3 separate regions of the Mus musculus genome follow, and all the other regions are linked to region 1. A link is a contact called in public HiChIP or PLAC-seq data. All regions are on one chromosome and are shown on one strand. Each heading gives the region's core, a stretch centred on a gene start, on an enhancer-like site or on the middle of the called end of the contact. The rest is flanking DNA. Distances are from core to core; before and after follow the strand shown. Region 1 overlaps Fyco1 (FYVE and coiled-coil domain containing 1). Region 2 has its middle 22 kb from the start of Ccr5. Region 3 has its middle 6.6 kb from the start of Ccr5.

Region 1 (3,001 bases), core at 178-2,677:
CTCTTTCTCACTTTTGCCTACATGTTCAAAGATGGGTAAGAAGTACAAAGAATAATGGATGTAGAAAGAAACAAGAGGCACCTGCCACTAACATTCTGGTTTGGCGGACACAATTTCTGTTTATCAGTGCTATGAGGTTAAGTCCGGCACAGACTTGCAATTACCTGGTCACTTTAGTGTTCATGAAGCACTGCTGCAAGGTGTCTGCCAGCCTCTGGTGCACCAAAGAGTAGCGAATGAAGGCTCTCCCTTTCCCCAGAGATGTTCGGAGCTGAAAACGCATTATATCGAGATAAATACCCGCCTCATGGAGGATTAGCAAAGGCCACATACAGGACAAAACATGCCATTCAACCCTATTCTGATAGTAGCAGCCCTCATACCCTTCAAAGGACACAAAACATTTGGCATTGTCACCCTAGAGTGAAGCCTGAAGTGGGGCTGCTTATCCCAGGACATCTGAAAATAGTCTATAGGAAACAGATGAAGTAAGATATATCAAGGCAACTCAAACACCTAAATATTTGATGGAGTCACTCTTGCTCCTCTTTCCATCAGAATCTGAGTCAGACAGGAAACTCCTTGATTTAATCTGGAGTAAGGAATGAAATCTGGAGGTAGCTGAATGGCTTCTTACATAGAAGCTACAGGAGAAAGGGATGTTAAGATTTTCTGGTACTGGTCTTAACATACTAGGGAGGGGGGCCTGGGGTAGGGCAAGCTCAGGAAGAGAGGCCTCAGAGGTCTGGTTGGAATGTATAGAAAGGGGAAGAACAGAAAAAAGAGTGGAGTTGTGTAAGGGGAGCTTTGCAAAGGTATTGCCAGATGAATAACAGCCTCTTTTTGTCTCTATTATTGAGATAAAACCATCAACCTCCCCACATATCTATCCATACTTTCCTAATTGGGCTTGTTTCTTTTCAGATAAGCTAACTCATTGCTCATGATCAGTGTGCTATGGATGAGAATATAGTGCTTTCCATGAAGTCTTGTCACCTATGAGTAGATGTCTTAGAACAGCCCAAGTGTCCATAACTCTACAAGGACTACGATGACAAATCATAAAGGCATAAAGGGATCCATCTAAGGTTTAGTCACTTATAACATGTTGTTGGGCAGACACTGCAATGAGGCTACAATGCAGGGCCCTACTAGCTATGGGCACATGGCAGTCAAGACAAGTGGATTAAATGGAACTGCCATAGAAGACATGTGAGACAGGTTTGCAAATTAATCAGTCATAGACGCAGACAGGCATTCAAAACATTCTAACTTACCACAGATATCTGTTGATACAAGTAGACAGAGCAGGGCCAACACTCTCTTACCTCTTTAAAGGTCAAGCGTGGTAGGAGAGGAATGACAGTAGTTTAGTCACAAAGGGGTCTTACTATTCTCTGCTATCAAGATGCCCTGGATTCAGACAGGAAGTATGTGGCATACCACTAAGGCACTGATGATGCTGTAAACATCCCAATAGCAGTTAACACCTTTAACTCAGAAGTATTTATCTTCTTGCTGATGACTCAAGGAAATAATCTAACATGAAGTGGTTCTAAAAGGCACAAAAACCTCATGAACTACAGAACGCAGAAGACATTTCTCCATGCCCATATTGCACATAGTCATAATGGCTGAAGTGGAGGTGGGCAGCAGATTGACTTGATATAAAACACTATGCTACCAAATAGTTATCTCAACAGGTGCTTAGAGGACAAACAGCCTTGAGGTCACACCCATGTCCAAATACTTTCTCCTCTGATGTGTGAGTTGAGAACAAAGTGCTCAGTGGGAACAACATTTGAGCAGCCAAGGTGCACATCCACATTCTCAAAAACTGGAGTAGTGGTGGAATTTGATGAGACCCCTGCCCACAAAACCACTCTTGTCTGCAAGCTCCCAGAGCAGGAGTAAGTCATTATTCCTCCTTCATGGCAGTAAAACTTTTTATATGGTAACATTTGAGCTCATTAGTTGAAGAGATGATTATACAAAGGGAGCTAGCTACTTACTTAAAGGTATTTTTAAATGTCCTTTGAGAAAAGGATTACTTCCTATGTACTGCAAATAAAATTAACTATATATCCCTTTAAAACATTGTTTTAGATTTGGGGTCAGCTTTCATTTCCAGTTTTCTTAGCATCTAATCAGACCCATATAAACAACACTGAAAAGACATACAACAGCAGCACAGGCCAGGAGATCTTCAAGAAACATGGGCTGCCTCTGTTTTAAAGTAGATCATTGTGCTATGCTCCTGGAGCAGAGCTGGCCTCCACATACTTCAGGGAAACACAATCCTGAAAGACCCATTGTGAGCCTCCAGAAGTGGCTTACTAGAGCACTCACATATCTTAGTCCAAATGGTTATCTTCTGCTCAAAAAGTGCTGCAGAGTCCTATAAAAACTTCTGACCTATTAAATTCACATTACACTTGAAGGCCCAAAGGGTACCCGAGTACTAAGGTACTGAATATCCAGCAGTTTTCCCACCTAGTGACATTCCAAGACAGAGGACAGAGCTTTCACATATAATTAACCTGTGTCCCACAGGAAATTGTCACTAAAACCTGTGTGAGCACGCTGGAAGTCAGCACACAGCTTCCTTAACTTCTTTAATATTTGCCTGTATGGCCTCAAAGGTCTGAATTCTTTATGAGGAGAGGAGGAAAAGAGCTGAAAAGCAGACTCTTAGTAATCACTTCACGACCCTAGGAATGAAAACTAACTTACTGTAAGAGCTCACCTGTCCAAAGTCAGAGACTGAAGGCTTCAGTGCTGATGCAATGTGTGAGGAATGGGACACAAGAGTGAAGAGGGAACGGAACGTCTCTAGATACCTGATACATTAAACATTGCTCTACATCATGGGCTTAAATTTTTCACCAACCTCACAAGACCAACCCATACTACATTGACATTAAAGATACATGTAGGATAAACATTTCAGAGCTGCCATCTTTCCTTGCATGACCAGACTCTGAGGGTGAAGCTGGTAAAA
Region 2 (3,001 bases), core at 344-2,843, 310 kb after region 1:
CCTCCCCAGTTACCTAGCAACAGTAAAGACCATAAAAGGGGCTGTTAGGCCCCCACCTTGCACTCTTACTTCTTACTCTACTTGTCTCTCTTACTTCTTACCCCTCACTCTCACCTTCTCTCCTCTCTGTCTTCTTTTTTCTTCTCCTCTGTCTTCTGCTCTCCTTTCCTCTCTCCTCTCTCTTACTCTCTTTTTCTCTAGCCTTTCCTCTGTCTCTGTCTCTCTGTCTCGTCTCTCTATCTCTCTCTGTCTCTCTCTGTCTCTCTCTGTCTCTCTCTGTCTCTCTCTGTCTCTCTCTCTCTCTCTCTCTCTCTCTCTCTCTCTCTCTCTCTCTCTCTCCCTTCACTCTTTCTCCCTGCCTTTCTGTAATAAAGCTCTAAAACCATAGAATGTCTCTGCTCATCAAGGCCCACTGTACTTGGAGGATGGGACAGGATTTCTCCTAATGAGCAGTTTCTAATCTCCCATTAGAAGGCCTTCCTGTGCTCCAGTCAAGATCCACAGAACTCACTCTCGCAGGTGTTGGGAACCTCTTCCCTCATCCCTCTCTGGTGGCTTTAGCAAAGTAGCTCTGGGGTTCTCAGGTAGGGCTGCCCCTTGGCCACTTCCTGAAGAGTGGGTCAGAGGCTTGAATGCCCACCCAGGGCTGAGTGGAAAGTGTATGGCAGCTCTCCCACACCTGACAAACCAGAGAATAGGTAAAACTCTGGCAGGGTGTGGGTCTTTTCCTTTCCCCTCTTCCCCGGGCCTCTTTTTTGTTCCCAACAGCACATGACATGGGTAGACAACAAAACATCCACAGCCTTGTGATGGTATAAGAATGACAGGCCACTCAGTTCCTGCCTGCATCTTCCTCAGTGATCTGTTGTAAAAGAATGAAAAACAAAACAAAACAGACAAACAAAACCAAAAGACAAAAAAATACATTTTTCTTTACAGAAAAATGCATTTCTCTTTTTTTTTTGTTCCCATGTCTGTTCTCTTCAGAATGTATGAGACCAGCCTGTGGTTTAGAGAGTCTGGTTTCCTTGAGGCGGAGGTGTTTATTAAGAACCATTCCAGACGGTGTAGCTGAATCCTTTGAGAGGACAAGATGAGGGTCATTGACTCTAGGGTAGATAGGAATGGCTCAAATCATATCCTTGAAGACTCTGAAGCCTGTGAAAGTAATGATGTGCAACCCCTCACAAGTCTCAGAAACTGTCCCTGGAGATATCTGGCAGGGAAGAAGCAGAGCTTTCTAAATGTTCAACATGTTTTAGAATCTAAGACATCCATGTAGGCTGTAGCACAGACTGAGACTCTTTTCCTGTACAATTAGAATAAGTCATAATTTAATTTTATTATAAAAACTTTTGTAAAATGAGAATGTATCTAATTTTTTAATTTTAAAATATTGAAACATAAAACATTTTTATTAGAGGTTATCCAAACCCCATCAATCTTGGGTGTCCAAATAGACATCCAAGAAGAGGAAATAGAGTAAGAAAAATGGGGGCTGGGCAGATGTCTCAATCTCTGATCTTTTTGTTCACATTTTGTGGACAGAATAAAAAGCCAACCTAATGGTCTGGTGGAGAAATAGATACTGTGCCCTCACTGGACACATGACTTCCTCTTTCAGGTTGACGTGTCCCTGTGTGGTTTCTATAGTCTTACAAAACTGTGGCTTTATAAATTTTAGTTTTCATTTCTTATTTTTCAGAGTAAATAAAATTTGTAAGAAATCCAGATTGCCTTTTCTAATTATAAAGGATGCTATGAGAGCTGTTCAGGTGCTCTCTTCAGGACCAATACACTTACCACTCCCTTGGTTACTAGGCATGGAGCTACTGAGACCTGGAACTACCTGTCCAGGCTATAATGCTTCATAGTAAGTGGATGAATATGGAAGCTGATGGAAAGGCTTGGTTCAGAACATTCCTTAATGTGGTTGGACATTTACGGACTGTTCAGCTATATAAATAAGGACATAGAGACTCTGGTATATTTTTAAAGCTTAGGGTTTAACTTGGAGCTACCCCCCAGATCCTCTAACTTGACTATTTTTCCCATGTCCCACAATGACCTGTTGTGCCTCTCCGCTCATGTTCGCATCCATCCACCTCCAAATCATCTCCCTAAATTTCTGCTTCTGCTTTTTTCCCCCATTGTCCCTTTCTCTCTAACAGAAGTCCTACCTTCCACTTCATGCCAAGCTATTGGCCCTCAGATTTTTATTAAAACCAATCAGAGAATCCCTTAGGCAAGTGAGGAAGGACAGAGACACACCTTTACGCGGTGCACTCCAACACCTCAAGGCCATCTTATCTCTACTGTCCCTTATAGTATTAGTTGAACACTGGTTGTTACTACATTATGGCTCCTTCTATGCTACCTGATTCCTCATCCTGTCCCATAGGGAAGTCTCTAACTAACAAGCTTTCCATATACATGCTTCACACCCTCTTGGAGCTCTGGATCCCCAGGAATCTAAATGATCTGATTCTTGGTTTTAGTTTTTTACTTTCACTGAAAATTACAGATGTTGACAGGTGTTAAAATGTTACCACTTGGATTCTGTGGCATTTCCCCCCATGCTTCATCTCTATGTTACCAAAAAGTAGTTCTCCAAAACTCACAACACATGAATATTTATTCATGTAAACTTAAAGAACTAACCCGGCAGAAAACAGATTGTTTCCTAAAAGTAGTTTTGGTACTTTCCCCACTAAGGACCATAGACAATTAGAATAGATGCTATTTGAAAGTTTCACCATTGTGTATTTTTTTTAAAAATATTTATTTATTTATTTATTTATTTATTTATTTATTTATTTATTTATTATATGTAAGTACACTGTAGTGTGACTTCAGACACTCCAGAAGAGAGCATCAGATTTTGTTATGGATGATTGTGAGCCACCATGTGGTTGCTGGGATTTGAACTCAGGACCTTTGGAAGAGCAGTCAACTCTCTTAACCACTGAGCCAGCTCACCAGCCCCTGTATATTCTTTATT
Region 3 (3,001 bases), core at 206-2,705, 280 kb after region 1:
CTTTTGAGCAGATTTCTGCAGATCAACCAAATTGTACCATCTTGTAGTGATGCTATACAGACAAATAAATTATTTCTTTTTTATTAGATATTTTCTTTATTTACATTTCAAATGCTATCCCAAAAGTTCACTGTACCCTCCCCCTACCCTGCTCCCCTACCCACCCACTCCCACTTCTTGACCTTGACATTCCCCTGTACTGGGGCATATAAAGTTTGCAAGACCAAGGGGCCTCTCTTCCCAATGATAGCCGACTAGGCCATCTTCTGCAACATATGCAGCTAGAGACACGAGACTATATATATTTCTTAAATCTTAATTATGATCCTTTAAGAATTCCTGAAAGTATACTAGTCATTCTTGAACCCTTTATACTAGGAGTTCTGTTACGGCCTCTGATATGAAAACTGCAATGAGAACTCTGTCAATCTTCAAGTGTCATGAGTTAATTGCTTCTGAGATAGAAAGAAGACATTTACAACTTACAACACTTTCTAAGAGGTTGTAAAACAACCAAAGGTCATAAGAAGGAACTAATGATTTATTGTAGGTACAAGAACAGGAGATAAAATATTGACTGGTTTTATCTATACAAAACCTCAATGATAGCTTAGTTATGGTCTTTAACTCTCCATGAACCTGTAGAGCTAATGAAAGATAATTGATGTCTAGTCTCAATGGGAACATATGTAAGCATTCTCTTGTAAACTTCTTATTTAATTTATGATTTGAATTTATATTTGAACTTATAGTGAACTTTTCTTTAAAAGGATGCTTGGGAAAACCATGTGATCTATTCAATTAGAAAAGGTATAAAAAACAAGGACTTATCACATTGCATGACACTATTACATCAGAACAGCAGGGTAGAATAATTTAGAAAATAAAAGGGAATTTGGAAATTAAGAGAAAATTTTTGGAAAATTTTTAGAGAGAATTTTTGAAGAAGAGAATTTTTCTGGAGAAAAACTTAGAAATAAAGATTAAAATCACTTTTCAAAGAGTTTCCTTTTCTTCCTGTGTCTTTCACTCTCAGTCTGAACTCCCATCCCTAAGTTCCTGAGGAGATAAAACAAAGGCTACTTTACTTAATCCCCTGCCCCCCATTTTACAATCAAGTATTGCTAAACAACCAGAGACTCTGCAGTTTCTGGTCTCAGAGGAAAGACAGGCAGTCCAGCTACCTCTGCAAAGTAACTTAGACTTAAGACAGGTAAACATTTTAATAATAAAAAGCAACCCTAATGTCTGTCAAAACCAAGTCTTGCTCCCACAGACACTTTCCCCACAGCTACCTTCAAGAGTGAACAAAAACACCAGAGCTGGCCTCCAACAAGAGGCCTCATCAAACTTGTCCTCTCCTAATTGGCTACTTATACAGTATTAGGAAGAGTTGATGAGACAGCACAGGAATGGTTCTGTCACTTCTTAGTAAGCCTAGGAGAGGTGTCTAACCCCAAGTGTCAGTGGTTTCCTCTGTAATGGTAAAGCACTTAACACTTTTGCCCTGAGCCATAGGTTAGAGTTGCCAGTTCCAGAGTCACCAGGAGATTCTTATGTGATATCCTGTTATGCATAGAGCTGCAGGTGTGATCTGACCAGGTGTGATGACAGTGGCATGCTAAAAGCCTTAATTGGTAGTTAAAAACTGCTACCATCTCCAAGATTGCCTTAGATCCATGTCTTAGCACAGCATTAAATTAAGATTCCAAATACATTGGAAAGAATTCTGAACTCAGCTAAGTAGTTTATAGCATGTCCAGACATATCTAATGAATGTATACAGCAGACACCCTCTGAGTATTTACATGGTGTGTTATTTTCCATGGTGCATATAAGTGTTATATAAGTTGGGGAGAGAGTTATATGTTCCATTACAAATATCTAGAAGACTAAGACAGAAATGAGAAAATAGCACATAATACCTTCCAATTCCAGTTTCCATGACAGGAGTGTGAGGTGGAAGGTAAAAAGATTGGGAGTCATTAAACCCAAGCATCATTGTTCAGGCACCTAGATGACAATGTGTGATATTGAAAGGTGGTGAGTAGAATATTCTTATTTCCATAAGGACTGTGAGAAGTTTCTTGCTACCCTAAAGGTAACCTTGTAGGCACTAAGGACTTCCTACTCCTTTATAAAATAAAAGAATGTTGACAATGACAGTATGCCATTGTTCCTGTTAGTAAATTACAGAAAAGATCCTATCTGCTTTGTAACACAGATAATGTTGTGATGTGGAGCAAAAGACACTAGGCAGGAAGAAGGAAGCATCTGGGATTCTCTTTTCATTCAATTCAAAACCACCTGGTTCTACCTAAGGTCAGAATGACCCTTACCCACTAGGCAAGATAGAGGGTACTTTCCTGGGCCATATGAAGGGCATATTCCTTATCACCAGATCTTGGTTTTATAAGTCTACGCAAATCAGAACTGGAAAAGCTATACAGATAAGATATAAGCCCTCAATTAAAACTGCAAATAAAGAAATATACTCACAATAAAAATTTTTTTTGATACAAGGTCTCTTATTTAGCCCTAACTGGCCTGGAACTTACTATGTGTAGTGGGCTGGCCTCATACTCAAAGAGTAAGGGTGTTTCATTATGCCTATCCCATAAAAAAATTTAAAAGCACAAATAAATTACTGTGCTACAATATTGAGGAAACATTACCAAAGGCACCCAACAACAACAACAACAACAACAACAACAACAACAACAACAAAACACCAGATGCTAAAGTGATATATGTGTTAGAATAGTTAAAAAGGGTTCATGGGAAAGGATAAGTATTGGAATGTATTTAAAAGGGCTAGTGTTTTAATTATTAGAATATGGCTATTTTTTCTTACTTTTGTTTTCCTCCACTTCATATAATAGGCATAGTTGATGTTATAATCAGACATTTGTCTGTATGTGGTCTATGCATGTGTATGTGGGTTCGTGCATCTGTACATGCACATGTGGAGGCCAGAGCTCAAACCAGTTCTCTTCCTCTA

What was found. HiChIP or PLAC-seq counts read pairs in DNA pulled down with a chosen protein or histone mark.
Region 2: a BATF HiChIP or PLAC-seq map of CD8 T cells shows a contact between it and region 1, with 12 read pairs. The contact joins two enhancer-like sites. A contact is called at or near these places in 2 of 484 Hi-C or Micro-C datasets (B cells and erythroblasts), 1 of 115 datasets of contacts at active chromatin or transcription factors (CD8 T cells) and 2 of 9 other capture datasets (adipose tissue and liver).
Region 3: a contact with region 1 is called in a BATF HiChIP or PLAC-seq map of CD8 T cells, with 5 read pairs. The contact joins two enhancer-like sites. A contact is called at or near these places in 10 of 39 promoter capture datasets (the 3T3-L1 cell line, the C10 cell line, cranial neural crest and 7 more), 1 of 15 datasets of contacts at CTCF or cohesin (CD8 T cells), 4 of 484 Hi-C or Micro-C datasets (B cells, double positive thymocytes, erythroblasts and 1 more), 2 of 115 datasets of contacts at active chromatin or transcription factors (CD8 T cells and bone marrow-derived macrophages) and 2 of 9 other capture datasets (adipose tissue and liver).

What each region holds. Positions count from the first base shown.
Region 1 is chr9:123,834,629-123,837,629 of GRCm38.p6, forward strand. It overlaps Fyco1 (FYVE and coiled-coil domain containing 1), which reads right to left. Exons shown (of 18, transcript NM_001110253.2): 5 at 165-271. Among named protein-coding and RNA genes, the nearest start is that of Gm51700, 10 kb to the right of the region's middle. Within about 2 kb of position 1,428, at least 20 of the 459 cell types and tissues checked have an H3K27ac peak or open chromatin away from gene starts, as enhancers often do. A contact at or near this core is called in CD8 T cells, where this site is marked.
Region 2 is chr9:124,142,263-124,145,263 of GRCm38.p6, forward strand. No RefSeq gene overlaps it. Among named protein-coding and RNA genes, the nearest start is that of Ccr5, 22 kb to the left of the region's middle. Within about 2 kb of position 1,594, at least 67 of the 459 cell types and tissues checked have an H3K27ac peak or open chromatin away from gene starts, as enhancers often do. A contact at or near this core is called in CD8 T cells, where this site is marked.
Region 3 is chr9:124,113,471-124,116,471 of GRCm38.p6, forward strand. No RefSeq gene overlaps it. Among named protein-coding and RNA genes, the nearest start is that of Ccr5, 6.6 kb to the right of the region's middle. Within about 2 kb of position 1,456, at least 17 of the 459 cell types and tissues checked have an H3K27ac peak or open chromatin away from gene starts, as enhancers often do. A contact at or near this core is called in CD8 T cells, where this site is marked.